Regions from separate parts of the Mus musculus genome. Here region 2 is linked to region 1. A link is a contact called in public promoter capture Hi-C data. All regions are on one chromosome and are shown on one strand. The core of a region is the stretch at or near the end of the contact, and the rest is flanking DNA. Distances in the headings are between cores, read along the strand shown.

Region 1 (7,658 bases), core at 2,973-5,472:
ACCCTTACCATGTCCCCACCCTGCCAATGGTTATTCTTTCCCAGCTTCCATATTGTAGTGCATGCTGGGGAACAAAAGGCACACATCTGTTTCTTGTATTGGGAAACTTCTATCTCCTTGAACACTATCAAAGACGCACAAAGTAGCTCTTCCTCATAAATGAGTTTCTTCTTTACCTTTAACAGAATAATCCTCACATGTACCTTCTTCTCCTAAGTAGGAGAACAGTACCTAAGTTTAGTTTGTTCTTCCTCCCAGAGTTCAGATAGTGGCTTTTTAGATGGAAGGTTAAGATACCAAACCAAAACTGAGAGCAAAGCCCACTCAGTTACTAATATGAATTTTGATGAGGCCAACTGTCTGGTCTCTAAGGACCCTCGGCCCAACTCCTTCTGCTCTGACAGCTGTCAGGGGGAAAGTGGAAGGGGCAATCTCAATTCTTTTCTGAGGATTGTTGCTCAAAAGGGATCCGGTAGTCTGTGAATGATGAATGAATAAAAGGTGATTCTGTTAAAGATAAATGAATGCAGAAGTTTTTATAGTATAAAAATGTGTCTCTTATTTGGTAATACCGAATTCAAACCTAAGATTTCGGAGCAAGTTCCAGTTTGAGTTTGACATAATGTCACCTACTTCGATAAGTAGGAAAATTTATATATACATATATATGCATTTGTGTGTGTCTGTGTGTGTGTGTCTACACACACAGAGAGAGAAACACAATGACTATGAACTAGGTGGTCTAAAAATGTGTAGAAACCTAGTACTCAGATAAATGAAGAAATGGGCCTCACATAGTTTCCCACAGCAGGGGAGTGATCCTGTGGCTTAGAGTTTTTGTTAATTATTCCCAGACCCTCCTTTAGGAGATCCTAATTTACAAATTGATTTCTGGAATTCACTCTTCACTGGGCATTGACATTGCTCACTCCACTGTAGGTTAACCTACTGACCAAGGACATATAGGAAGTTCTATTTGTGTTGCAAGGACTTGTGGGTAAAAGTCTGTGACATTCACAGCTTTTGTGGTGAATGCAGCCCACAGAAGTGTCTGGACTCTGTTTCAAAGGGTTTCTGCAATAAAGCGCAGGTTTTCAAATAGCTTCCCAAATTTTAACCCGGGGCAATTTTATCATTTTAATTTCCCAATCTAGAGTAAGGGGAATTCTCAGTGATCACTGTGTCACCAGCAAGTACAGCAGCTGGCACACATCTGCCTTGCAGCCTCGGAGTGTGCAAAGGGCAGTTGTGTCCAAATTTCAGCCGTTGAGACTTGGATCTGTAGAATAGAAGCTCAACTTGTCTGCTCTGCCCTGGAGTCCTCAGGACAGGATGAATTAATGTCCCCTAGCCAAGCCAGAGGTCCTAGCCTCCAGCCAGAAAGCACTGGCTACATGAAAGAAAGGGAGAGAGCCACAGTGCATTTATTATGTGATTAAACTCTAATCACCTTTTCCTATAAGCGTCTTCCTGTTTTCCCTGGAGGGGGCTGTTTAACGGTCACACTGGTGTAGAGATGCCAGTGCTGTGCAGCACTTCCTGCCAGTCTGGGAGGCCCTAGCACTCAGCAGGCAGCAGCATGCTCGCCCAGGATTTTGGATGGGAAGCAAGTTTGATCTGACAGGAGGCCATAGTGAACATGCAAGGACTCAGAGTCCTGGCTGTGTGTTTGTGTGTGTGTGTGTGTGTGTGTGTGTGTGTGTGTGTGTGTGTGTGAGAGAGAGAGAGAGAGAGAGAGAGAGAGAGAGGGAGAGGGAGAGAGGGAGAGAGAGATTTCTCTTTTCCTAGGCCCACAGCAGCTTGAGACAAGTGAACTTAGGGCAATGTTTGCTCTCAGGTGAGGGGCTCATTTTGATCCTGGTCTTACTTGGGGCTAGTGACATAATGACTTAGGTATGGGTATAGGTGGTGTGTGTGTGTGTGTGTGTGTGTGTGTGTGTGTGTGTGTGTGTGTCTATACTGTGGTAGTCTAGGATTCTCAAAGTGTGGTTCCCAGATCAGTAGAAACAGCAGCAGTCCCAGTATCTTGGAACGTGAGAAATTCTCAGGCCCCAGTCCAGACCACTGAATCAGACTCTCAAGAAGGGATAGGAAACTGCTGGAACATGCCTGCCAGGTCATCCTGAGACCTTCTCAAACCAGAAGGCATTTGAGAAGCCTTATAAACTGAGAATAATGCTTTCAAAGTCACTGCCATAGCATAGGTAGAGTCATCATTCAAAATGTTTCAAACCCAATCAGAACAGGGAATATAACGAAGGGGGTGACAAGCTTAAACTCTTCTCTTGAAACCACCAGCAAGACAGGGACCCCTTAAACATCTTTCTCACATAAACCTAAATAAACCACACTTAAGACCTGGCAAGTGTTGGAGACAAGAGATGACTATTGACTTAGTATCTTCTGTGTCCCCCACCCCACCCCGCCCCCAGCTGTGGTTCAGTATTGGCCACTCAGTCAACCATGTGACTAGTTGAAGGCTCAGATTCTCATATGAATGCTATTATCAGCCACCTGTGCGGGTCAGGGAAGCTCACACAGGCAAGGCTCCCAAAGTCACATGGGCAGGAAGGACTGTGGTCACAGCTCTCCGTCCTAAGCAAGCGTCCAGTTCCAGGGAGCCAGGCTGGATGACTTGAACTCCAAGGTTGCCTGAGCTGGGAGAATGCTCAGCGGCCTTCCTTTATACAGCAGCATGTCTTCTAAGGGAGTCTACTCTAAGTCCAAATAAATGGTCCAAAGTAACACGTTTCAAAATGATGGTGATAAGAGCGAAGAAAGGAAAGGAGAGGGACACCAGTGCTTGTTACTGGAATGTTTGTTTTTTTTTTTACTGTAACAATGAAGGGTAAGAAAACACATCACAGACTCCTTTTCACTTAAACGTTGTCACCGGAACCCCAGCGGTGCAGAGTAATGTGACTGATCAATTGGCCCTAGCCCAGTGGCTTCAGGGACTCCGTGGTGGAGTTAACTCTTTTGTCCAGTGCTGAATTAGATACAATGGGAAAGGATGAATCACAGGTAAAACTGCTGTGGGTGGACCAAAGTGGGAGAGCTTAGCACAGAGGACGCTCACAACCGTGTGGAAAATTTCTGCAAAGCTTCCTGTGAGCTAGTCCGTTTGACAATCTCAGCTCGGGCAAGTAGCCACTGAGACTAGCAAGGCTATCAGCCTGCAGGGGGCACACGGCTAGGGGCAACAATCATTAGCAGAATCCCCTTTGTCCCTTTCAATAGGGTGTGCTGGGGGTAGGAGCGCATGCTCAGAGCCAGGTACACAGCTGTTCCCCTCCGCCCCCTTTCCCGTGGTTTCCCTGGCCACTCTTTGCTGCAGGAGAGTTGGAAGGAGGTTTCATGACTCACACACTTTTCCTCCCAAAGGGAAGTAACTCCAAGATATCTTTACTTCCGGGGGGTTGGGAGGAACAAGACGTGAAGAAAGTTCACCTCGAGCATCTTTCTACGAAGTCCCCTTACCTTCCTCATTTAGTATCCAAGGCAGAAACGCAAACACGGAGTCAAAGCCACACGTGTCTTCTTCAAAGGCGCAGGAGCCAGCGGGCAGGTCTAGGGCATTGGCAAGCTGCAAGGCTGCGGGCACAAAGGGACTTTCAGTTTGGGTTTCTGCCTGGTAGTATTGCACTAGCCCTGGGGACTACCTGGTGAAGTTCGGGGAGTCTTGTGGGAAGGAAAGAGAGAAGGATGTCTGACCTCCCTCAACACTCCTGGGACCCTCCTCTGCGCAACTCCATACCCACCCCCATCCCGTGCTTGACCAGGGAGAGCCGGGAGCTTAGTGGCTGAGAATTGTCCAGAAGAGCTGTTGGATGGCGGAGCGGACACCAGAACCCCACCCTGACAGCCCAAGAGGGAGCGAGTTTCCAGGACGCCCTCCCCGGGGGGGTCTCCTGTTGGTTCTTACCTTGCACTACCAGCAGGACCCCTTCTAGTAGCATAGTTGAACTTCAGGCAGGAGGACCCGCGAGGGCTGCTGGCTCACTGTGGCCCGCTGCTCCTAGGGAAGGGAGGGTGCTAGGCAAGGAGCTGGGGGACCTGCTGGGGGATGCCACAGGCTGCTCAAATTCGAAGAGTCTGAGGAGCAGAGCGCGCTGCGCAAGGCTGTAGCGTCCGGCCACTCGTAGCCCGGTTGGGCCCCGGGCGACTGCCGGACTGGACAGGGAGGAGACAACTGCACACTTGAGAAGGGCCAGCCACCACTTGGGGGAGAGGAGAGGTCAGCAAGTGGTGCCTTCGTCCAGAATTTTAAAGCTGGGGACCAGACCTCTTGCATACACTTAGAAGGGGCAGTCCCTCTGCTGGGTTGAGACCAGAGACTCCTGCCCCGCCCATCCACGGTGGGAAACAGCTTATTTCAGGGGACAGCTTTCCCTGCATGTAGCTTGTAACTATCTCTCTCTCTCTCTCTCTCTCTCTCTCTCTCTCTCGTGTGTGTGTGTGTGTGTGTGTGTGTGTGTGTGTGTGTCCCTAATTTTAACCACCTTTCTTTAGAATGGAAAGGAATGGAATTCTCTTAGGGCTTTCTAGAGGAAATTTTGGATATGGTGGGCGTGGGATAAATTTTAATTCTCAGAGCGTTCGACCCAGTGTTGCTAACCCTGGAATAGTACCCCCCCACACACACACACACACTCCTTTTGGGCAGAAGAATGTCTGGCATGCTTGATGTTCAGCGTTCCCTGGTCCAGTGAAATGGGGGGGGGGGGCAGTCCTCTTCTGCAAACAGCCATTCTAATGGAAGGTTGGGGAGAGGGTCATTTCCCTGATATCAAATAGTTAAAAGTATATTAGTTTTTTTCTGCTTCTTAATCCCCTTTGTATGCTTGTGCAGGCATTTCTGTGTCTAGAGTAGGCTTATTTTTAATCCCCTAAAGAGGCCCATGTTTGAGTCCCTCATCCAGTATTTCTGTGGTGGGACTCCTGATTCTGTACATTTCTAATCAGTTTCCAGCTGAGGTTGGCCCGGACCCACTTTCTGAGGACCGCTGGTCTAAAACACTCCTGTTCAGCTGTCAAAGCTCTGCTCACTGTCTTCAGTTTGACCTCTCAAGCTTGTTTTTCCTACCTTCCACAGCAGCTGTCTTGTTGGGCCTGGATGCCCTTTCTCCCTGGCCCTTGACACTGGATTGACTGAAGCTCGTCCTTAATCTCTTGCTGCCTTTTCTGACCACTCCCTGGGCGCTTTACCTCGTCCCTCACATTTAGACATCACCGCATATATCAGAGGCTGATGACTGATGATGCTGGGGAAGCACAGTAGCTGCTGGCTTCTGTCTCACTATCACCTGACCATTATCCGAGTGGATGCTTGCAAGTTGTCTTGGACTTAACAGGTCTCAAGGAGAATGGTTCACAATGTCAAACTTCCTCTTTTCCACCTTAGTTAACAGCGTTGTTTTCCAATTGCTGATGACAGAAAAACTTGAGAATTTAGAGTCAGGCCCGAAAGCTCTCCTCTTCCCAAGACAATGCCAAATCTTGCCTGTTCCGGACTGACATCACACCAGGTACCCACCTGCTCCATGTTCATATTCAGGCCCTGATTGGTCGCTGCTGGCATGTTTACTGCCCTGGGATACCACAGTGGCCTCATCATCCTGCTCTTTTCCCTTCTTAAGCCTTGCCTACCACACTGCCTTCTAACTAGAGTTGTAAGGGCTTCCCCTCAATACAAAAATAGCCTTTTCCCAAGAAGCCACAAGTTCCCATATCATTTACCGAAATCCAAATTCTTCACAAGGACCTGTCACATCTAGCCAAACCTCTTATCTCCTCGTTGTCAGCCCTCAACACTTGGTTTGTTTCTGTCCTGCCAAACAGTCCAGTTGTGTTCTCACAGGATGTTACATTAGCCATCTCCACTGTTCAAAATGCTCTTCCCCACCGATGGCTTGCTGCCCCGTTAGGTCATCACTCCAGTGTTGCTTTAGTAGTGGAAAATCCAATAACCACCTCCATAATTTGAAAAAGTGTTTGGGATTCGTCTTTGAAGTTCAGACATATTTTCATGAATTTTCTGTAAGTTATGGCTCAAAGGATCAGAAACTTGTTTGGGGAATGTTACTCACTGTGTTTATATACATTCCCTCAGGTAGGAGAGAAAAGAGAACGTTTATTATATACATCATTGCAGATATTTTATAGAAATAATCTCATTTGATCTTCATAAGAAGTTGCTATGTTGTTGCTACAGTTTCGATCCACAGTGCTTCTGAAAGTCCCTTATGTTAAAAGGTTGTTTCTCAACCTGGTGCCACAGGCTATATGGAAGAGAATTAAGAGGTGTGGCCTTCTGGGAGGTCCTCAAGTTGTTGGCATGGCTCTTAGAGGGGTGGTGGGTCCTCAGCTTGTTCTTCTTTCTCTCTCCAAAATCTTGGCCATAAATTCAACAGCTTTGCATTGGCACATGTCCTCTCCCGTGGTTTGAGCAGAAAACTCCTAAGCCGTAAGCCTAAAGAAACCTTTCCTCTTTATAAGTTGATCATCTCAGGTATTTGTTGCAACAACAGCAAGTTGACTAGTGCAATAAGCCCCGTTTAATGGATGGAGAAACTGAGGTAAAAAGTCCAGTGACAACAGGTGGAGGAGACAAGACTAACCCAGCCAGCTGAGGTGCCTCCTTCACCTTACCTTCCACTTTGGCTTCTTGCTCAGAGATGACACCCTCTGATGGATACAGACATTCAGAGACAGCTGTGAATCCATTTGAACTTCAAGACTGCTTTCAGCTTCACAAGCCACTGTCAATCACAAGCTACTATCAAACTGGTGCTGCTTTGCTCAAGTACTTGTAAAATATTTGAAATAGTCAATTCATCTCGTGTGTCACAAGCTGTAAGGAAGTAAATTTCAAAAAAAAAATGCCAAAAGCCCTGGGAAGATAGCCAAATAATTAAAACATGATTTAAAACCTTAAGGCCACACTACCTATGGAAAACAGTATCATTAGTCACTAGCACAAACTTGGGGAAGTCAAATTTCCTCCCAGTATATAATTTTATGGTCAGTAAGTGCCCATCACAGACCTTTGTACAGGAAGGAAGAGGTACTGCAGAAGCCAGGCAGAGGGTTGCAGAAAAAAACTCTAGAGAATCTAGGTGTTCCGTACATCAGTCTTTGTTCTTTGGTCACTGAACAGGGAGCCCGCACAGCTGCAGTAATATCTTATCATTTAGGAAGGAAGACCCAGAGTTCAGGGACCCAGAAATCTATCCCTCAAGACTTAGCTTAGTCAAAAGATCAATAATATATATAAAGCTCCAGCTGAAAATAAGAGCACACAGATTTAGGAACTAAGGTAGGGTAACAGTATCCTCCCTAAGGAGATATGCATATATCCTTAAGCCCACGAATGTGACCTTATTTGGACAGAGAGGCTATATGCTTAAGCAATAAAATTAGGGATGTTGAGATGAGGTCACCCTGGATTAACAGATGGGCCCTGAGTCAATGGTAAATAAGTGTTGTAAGAGACAGAAGGGAAGTCAGACACGTACAGCAGATCACATAAAGATGGAAAGGGAACTGGGCTGGGCAGCCCCAGGAATGTATGGAACTTTGAAACTGGAAGAGGTGAAAAATACACACCACCCATCGCAGAGTCCTCGAGGAGCAAGCTTTGCAGATCTCTTGACTTT
Region 2 (7,658 bases), core at 2,788-5,287, 520 kb after region 1:
AGAAAGCAAACAAAAGCAAGGAGGCAAGGGCAAACTGGTTAGGGCCAGTAACTGCCAAGGTGAGTGTCAATCCAACCAGACTGTCCTTGTTCCAAGGAGCTTCAACAAACCTTCCCCACCCCCAGCCCCTGTCGTGTGTGTGTGTGTGTGTGTGTGTGTGTGTGTGTGTGTGTGTGTGATGCCAAGTGTGTGCAGGTGCCCTCTGAGGCCAGAGGGGGCATCAGATCCCCTGAAGCTCCCAACATGAAGACTAGAAACAGAACTCTGGAAAAATAGCAGTCACCCTTTACTGCTGAGACATCTCTCCAGGCCAGCATGGTAGACTTTAGATAATAAAATCTCGGTGGAGATTAGATTAACTCCTATACAAGGACAGACACATTTTGAATGATGAGCAATGTGTCCCCCAAACCTATTCTAACCCTTCCCCATAGAAATAAATACACACGTTCGTTCGTGGCTGATCTGCAGATGAAGCAGTCTCCCATGGCTCTTAAGTAAAGCGATGTACTCCCCTGCAATAACCGTTCACTTGTCTTGTACTTTAGACCTAGCCGATGCTGACTTCTAACTTACATGACACAAAGGACCTGCACAGCGGATGCCATGACTATGGACTATAATAATTTTAAAGGGGGTTGTATTATGAAACTATAAAAAGACATGGAGGAAGCTGAGGTGCGTATGTCCAACTGAAAGAAATTGCTCAAAAGGCTACAGACACACGGTTGCAACCCTACCAGGCATGGAAAAGATGCTTTCCTACAAAGCGCCCATCCTCACCTGTGCTCACGAGGTAACAGGCCCAGGATGAGCGGCACCTCCACCTGCACTTTGTGCCTGTCTCCTTTACTTTGGGCCAGACTCCTGCTGGAACGCTGCCTGACGGTCTCAGCCTAGGTGTCTGAGAAGTGAGGCTCCTAACTAACTTCATCCCCCTTTGAAACTCCAACACTAAATCCTGGTCCTTCTCCTACAGCACCATGGATTCCGGGTAGGCAGGGTAGACCACCCATGAGATGAGGGCAGGCACACACCCTGGAGCAGATCACCTATCTTAGCAGAACCAGACAGGGCCCTCTGACAACTGCCATAATTCAGAATTCAGAATTCAGAAGCCGAGGTGATGATGGGCCAACCTTTGACTAAGACTGCTAAATTATACAAACATCTATCCTCCTGCTGCGTTTCATCCTCAGTTTGAACCTAAAGCGTCTATCAACACACCAAGACAAATCTGGGGTCACTGGACCCCCTTATCTTCCGACCATCCCAATGGACACTAATTGATTTTTCTCTGTTTTTACATCACTGCTTGCTTCTGTAGTCGGTGGGTTGGGATGATGGCTGAGCTTGGCCTGTAGGAACTTCTGGAGGGTAACCAGATTTTTGCCAGTTAGGTCCTTCAGCAAATGTCTGGTTCTTGTGGTAAATGTAAGCAGGCAGGCAGCTGGACTTCAGAGCCTCCTCCCTGAAACCTCACTACCAGGCAGGACTCTTGGGGCAGTAAGCCTTCAGCCAGTCTTCCTAAAGTGCAAAAGCTGGGAAAGTCTTCCTCTCTGGCCTCAGAAACCCAGATATAGAGCTTGCTGGAACATTTTGAAGGGGCAACCCCTGTCCTGATTTATCCTGCGCCAAGCTCACAAAGTGAGCGTCGTGTTCTTACTCAACTGAAGCAGGGCCAACAATAACTGTACAAGGCTCTAGGCATCCAGATATCCTGAGTGACATTCACTTTGCTAGTGAAGACTTACTTCAAATATTTCTCTGCTCAGTAATCAATGCTGTTATCATTCTGATGTCACACTTGAAATCCTTTGTCTCTACCTCTGGACCGTGGATCCCTGTGGTGTTTTAATGAAAAACAGCCTGCCCTATATATACTCAGTTAACCTATGTATATGCATGCCACACTTTTAATACTTTGGCATTTGAGAATATTTACACACACGGGGCGGGGGGGGGCGGGGGGGATGAATGGTATTATTTCTAAGTGCCTCATGAGATAAACACTCATAAAATACGGTAGTATCATCAATATTGCAATATTACAAAGAGGGTGGAGGTCAAGGAAGAGATTGGACCCTTCGCCAACACATTCAGGTTCTAGACTTCCATGAGACATTTTGACCCTGCAGAGGCAATTCTAATAAACTGAGGCAGCCCCCCTACCACCTGCTGCCCTTTGGGTGGTGCCCTCAGGTGTCATGTCTTTCCTTGCTGGCTTATGTCTGTCAACCACCCTGTCCTCAGGACACACGGGGGCATCTCTGTACCATGCCTCAAAGGTTCACACTTCTGATACCCAGCCATCTGCCCTGAGCCTTCAAGGCATGCTATACACTCAGTGGTCCAAGGCAACCAGCAAGGGAGTCGGGAAAGAGATTGGAAAGAGCTGCAGCTATGGGCAGAGGGTATGAAAAGTCTAGCCACACACAGAGATGTGGCCAGTACTTTCTCTTACAAACTATGGGGAGAAGCCCTTGGTAGGCTGAGAATTCCTAGCCCTCCCCCTGAAAAAGGCGGCTGAAGAGAATGCCAAGGGACGTGGCAAGACCGACCCGGTTCCTGGGCAGTCTACCCTGTGAGTGACCAGCGGTGAGAGCAGAGGTTTGTGATACACAGTGACTCACAGAGAAAGCAGGTTTGACCTTGGGCAGCAGCCCAGGCTGTGGTGCAAAGCTACATGGTGACAATGAGGACTTTTAGAGAGGCCAGAAGAGGTGTCTCTCATTCAGGATGGAGCGGAGGTGGTAACAACAGAAACCGCCCTTGGGGAAGGAGGCCCCTAATGCACCTCACTCAGGCACTCAGCCAGACCCAGCTTGCTCACGGCCCTTCGTTTCTCAACGTTTCCAAAGCCCACTTTCCAGGACAGCTCAGTGACCCCTGAGGCCACTCTAATATGAATGGTTGATAGAGTCAGGGGAGGCTATGGTCCCATGAACGATGCAGGATGCTCCGCAACCGGGAACACAAATACTACCACCTGAGAAGCTGGACACAGAGAGGTTCCCGAGTCTGGCCACTTGGGTGTGAATGTCAGCTCTACCCCTTGGTTTCTGTGTGATCTTGGACAAGTTGTGAAATATCATTATCCTATAAAATGGAGAAAATAGCAGCTCCCACTAAATAGGCTGTGATGAGCACCAGATGAGAATTTAATACCCTCATCATAGTACTAAGGCGGGGCCCAATAAAACCAGCGCTCACCGCCCCAGGCAGCCTTAGTCCATTTCCTTGCCTCCTCTCCCATTTAAATTAACCACTTTCCCACCAGCACAGTGATCATTTCGAAATAGGATTAAGTTTATCTTGTTTGTGTTAGAAATTTCCGTGGTATCTCACCGTTAACATAGGTTGCAGCTAGCCAGGCTTCCGTCCACCTCTCCTTCAAAAACGATTCTGTGATCACTAGTATGCCTGGCCTCTGTCTCTGTCTCGAATAGTCTCCCCTGGTCCTCAAAGTCAAGGTCAAGATCAAATGTCGTTTCCTCAGAGAAGCCCTCCCTGACCACCCCCTTACTTCTTAGCATCAGTACTATCAGTAATTGCTTTACTGACTTTCTCTTTATACCCCACTAGAATGCAGGTCCACAGAGCCATTCAGGCTAACCTGTTAAATTCAGCCCAGGATTTGCCTGATGCATTGTTATCTATGGGGCTCTGGAACTGTGGAAATGAACTTAGTTTGGTGGCCTAGAGGGGCACCCTGGCCACCACAGCCCAAAATTCACCCTCCATGAGTTAAGGCCTGGTCATTTGAGATCACACAAACACTACACATGGAGTCCAGACTTTCCAACGCCAGCGCTTTATTCTCTGTTCTGTCTTCTAGTTTGCAAGCATGAAGGAATGGACTCAACCATAGTGCTCACCCTTAACGTCCTTCATTTAAAAACAAAACAAAAGAAAAGAAAACAAAACACCGCTTAGCTGGTCTGCTGCTTTTCCTAAAGAGGAAGGGATTGAGGGTAACCTAAAGGAGGCTGGAAGACTGGAGTCACATGGTGTTAACCATCATGTCTCCTGCCAATTCCTCTCACTGAGCAGCCAGAGGCGGCAGGCTGCTATAAATAGCCCGGCAGCTCTCCCCTTACAGCAAGGGAATGAACTTGGCAACAACAAGAGCCATGAGGGGTGAGGCAGGCAAAGGCTAGGGAGCCTGCTTTCTGCTCACCCAGTGTGCACCCCTTGGGGATACTGTGAGACCCAGCAGACAAAGGAGCCCTCCCTGCCTTCTTCTCCAACCAGGAACACACAGACTGGAAGGGCCAGGAAGAACGTACTTCACCCGAGTTCACCTGAGTGCCCTCGTCAGCAAAAAAAGGGAGCCAAAGAACAGGAATAAGTGCCCACCCCAGGAACCCGGTTGAGGGGTTCCCAGTGGGGGGAGGGGGAGGGGTGCCCCTGGCTCCCAGACAGTAAACAGCACTGAGGAGGGACATCCTTCCATGTCACTCAGTTCACAGGACAGTCTCTCGAATGACACCAATAAGGCTGTGTGGCCGCTCAGCCTCCGCTCGCTGCTGGGGCCTCCTCTCGGCTCTCGGCCTTGCTGTCAGAGAGAAGGTGCTTAGATCTCCACAGCTGCGCAGGTGCAGCAGGCCGGGCTGTCTCCTCCAGCTCAACTCCTGGGCCTGGGATGTGCTGGGCTGTGACGGGGCCATTATCTTTGGGAAAAGAAGAGGAGAAGGGAAGATGTTAGCCTCACTAGCGCTGGCCTTTTGACCCGCCCTCTTGCAACCATTGGTGGATCTTATTGTATGCAGTACACTCGATTGGGTGTGAATGTGTAGTCTCGGAGTTGCATTCAGTATCTTCCTCTATCACTCTCCACCTTAGTTTTTAGAGAGAGTCTCTCACTGCAATTGATGCTAGCCACAATGGTTAGACTGGGAGCCACCAGGATCCACCAGAGTTGCAGGCTGGTGCCACGGTGCCTTGTTTTTATATAGGTACTGAGAATCTGCTCTTGGTCCTCATGCCTACACAGCAAACATTTTACCCACTGAGCCATCTCCCCAGCTCCAAGCTGGGGAGTTTTAACAAGAAGCAGGTAGAACCGACACAGAACCACTGTTCTGGATCAGATTTATAAAATGCTAATTAAAAGCAATGATGCTTCAGGTAGCTCTGCTAACCCCGTGGCTAATCAGCGTAAAGAAGCAGGACACTTTATGTGTGAACGCTCTACAGACCTGTCTTTAATGAGTCCTATAACCTTAAACACGGGACAGTAGCACTTCACTTCTCAAAACTACAGTGCTATAGAATAGTTCTCACCCAGATAGGCCTGACGAGGGAGGATCTGTGGAAAGCTGAACTGTCATGTCACTATGGTGTGTGACTTTGTCAGTGGGAAAGAATCAGGAGTCTCACTGCCACCAAGCCTCACAGGACAATCAAGTGGAAGCCACTGTTTCAGAACAGGTAACACAAGGCACTATGGTAGACCATCTACAGCATCCACTCCACTGACCCAGGAGAATGAATTAACAGCCAAGCGGTAACAACAGCTCTCAAATGGGTAAAGAGGAAGTTCTGGCTGGGAGGAAATTCTACTTCTCTGGGGACGCAGGGGTGGAGACTACCTAGCCCAACCCTTCCATTTAATGATGAGAAACCCAAGGCCCAAATGGACTCCATGTACGCCCAGTTTGGTCTTTTACCAAAGTGGCTTCAGTTTAGGGCACCTTTTACTTTTTTAATCTATGGAGAGAAAGCTATTTGGTCCTCTAATTCAGTGGTTCTCAACCTATGGGTTGAGACCCCTTTGGGGTGGTCAAATGATTCTTTCTCAGGGGTCATCTAAGACCATTAGAAAACACAGATAATTACATTACCATTCATAACAGAGGCAAAATTACAATTATGAAGTAGCAAAAAAAAAATAATGTTATGGTGGGGGAAGGGGAGGGTCATCACAACATGAAGAACTGTATGAAAGGGCTGCGGCGTTAGGAAGGGTGAGAACCACTGCTCTAAGTCCCATCGGCCAACTTGTGTAGCCCAGCAACTCACTGGGCATGGGAACAGCTCCTAGACCCTTGCCAGTCATGAGCTTCAGTCTGCCATCATTTTCAAGAGCCGAGAAAACACCACATCCCGGGCAAGCTCCCATTCAGGAACTCATATGCATGGTAAACCCCACAGTGCCCAGATCCTTTGCTTTTTACCAGGCATATTTCACTGCCCAGAAAGTGAGGTTCTCTTCCCTTGGGTCAAGAGCACTGTGGGAAAGTGATGAAGCCCAGAAAGAAAGCTCTCTAGTTTCCTCTCTGAGGACATAACCCCCTCCTCCTCCAGGTCTCTGGAGACTGACCATGGACTCTCTCTCTGCCTCCGATGAGTAGTGACACCGATTACTGGAAGCAAGCCTGGGGCTGTGCGAAGTGGTACCTGCTCTAGGAAACTGGCACTCGTGATGGCTTCTTCCATGTGCCCCTCATCGGATTTCAGAACAGACTTTATGTTCTCTACAAGTTCATGAATGTCCGGAGTCATGCTGCAGGAGGACTGCTCCAGGAACCTGGCCACTAGCAGCTTCGTGTCTATGTATGACCTGTAATCTATCAGAGAGCGGGGTCTGCATCTTGATGCCCGTGGCCTCGCGCCTCTCCTCAGAGTCACTGTAGCGAGATCTAGCCTCCTTTCTGTCTGCGTTGCAGCTTCGCAGCTGAGCACCGGGGTAGCTGTGGACAGAGACAAAATGTCACCATTGAACAAGCCCCTCTGCACACTGACCATAGAAATCTCAGTGTAGACAACATCTGGCAGATGCCCGAGGTCATGCGTGTACATCTCACCATCTTGAAGAACAGAAGGAATGAAGGGAAATGAAACTAACACAGCTCTATTGTGTGAAGTGCACTTGCAATAGGCTGTGTGCTGAGACACTGAACCACGGCACATAAACAGTCCCCAAGGCAAAGACAGATGACACGGCACAGAATCCACAGTGCAAACCACGGAGGAGCGTGTTTTCATGGAGTAGATAGGAATGGATGGCTAAGCAGAAAGAAAAAGATGGTGGACCAACGAGAGAATGTTGGGGCAGGTAGGTTTAGAAGAGTCAAAGAGAGGAAGAGACAGATGACACACTTGTGGGATGAGCAGAAAATATGCTGTCACGGTACCTTGGTCCTAAACATCCTCGGAGCACTCTATTGATGCCTATTTCTGAGGCTCACACCATGGCTGTGAGGCAGATCTATGACTAGTACAGAAAACCTAGGTGCAGAAAGTTACATCATTCCAGAAGTCAACAGAGGGTCTAAAAAAAATCCACTGCAGGCTCTAATTCCCATGGCTGCTTCCATCAGTAAAGGGATAAAGACTGGCAAGAAGCTATTTCACCATGAACTGGGTGGAGAAGTTATTCCTCGGGTCTGATCTCCATGTGTCCACAAGCCACCATCAGGCTTCAGTGCACACAGCTGTCAAATTTGTAAAGGCCGCATAAGTACAGATTCAGATATTCAAGGAGGCAGGAAGCACAGGGTGGAGTGACAGGTGAAAGAAGGGTAGGTTTCCTTTTCCTCTGGAGAAAGGCAGACAGGAGTTCTGACCCAGGGTTAGAAGCTGCCCTTCCAGCTTGCCATGTTCTCGTTACAGACAACAAGTCTTCCAGAAACACGGGATAAAGCCGTGTGAAG

What was found. Promoter capture Hi-C pulls out the DNA fragments that hold promoters and counts their contacts.
Region 2: a promoter capture Hi-C map of neural stem cells shows a contact between it and region 1. A contact is called at or near these places in 2 of 39 promoter capture datasets (embryonic stem cells and neural stem cells), 1 of 130 datasets of targeted methods (embryonic stem cells) and 1 of 9 other capture datasets (embryonic stem cells).

Annotation. Positions count from the first base shown.
Region 1 is chr19:23,444,100-23,451,757 of GRCm38.p6, forward strand. It overlaps Mamdc2 (MAM domain containing 2), which reads right to left and starts at 4,223. Exons shown (of 14, transcript NM_174857.3): 1 at 3,926-4,223; 2 at 3,481-3,594. The coding sequence starts at 3,959.
Region 2 is chr19:23,968,959-23,976,616 of GRCm38.p6, forward strand. Fam189a2 (family with sequence similarity 189, member A2) reads right to left here. Exons shown (of 11, transcript NM_001114174.1): 10 at 6,403-6,695; 11 at 3,792-4,673. The coding sequence ends at 4,467. Among named protein-coding and RNA genes, the nearest start is that of Gm34076, 55 kb to the left of the region's middle.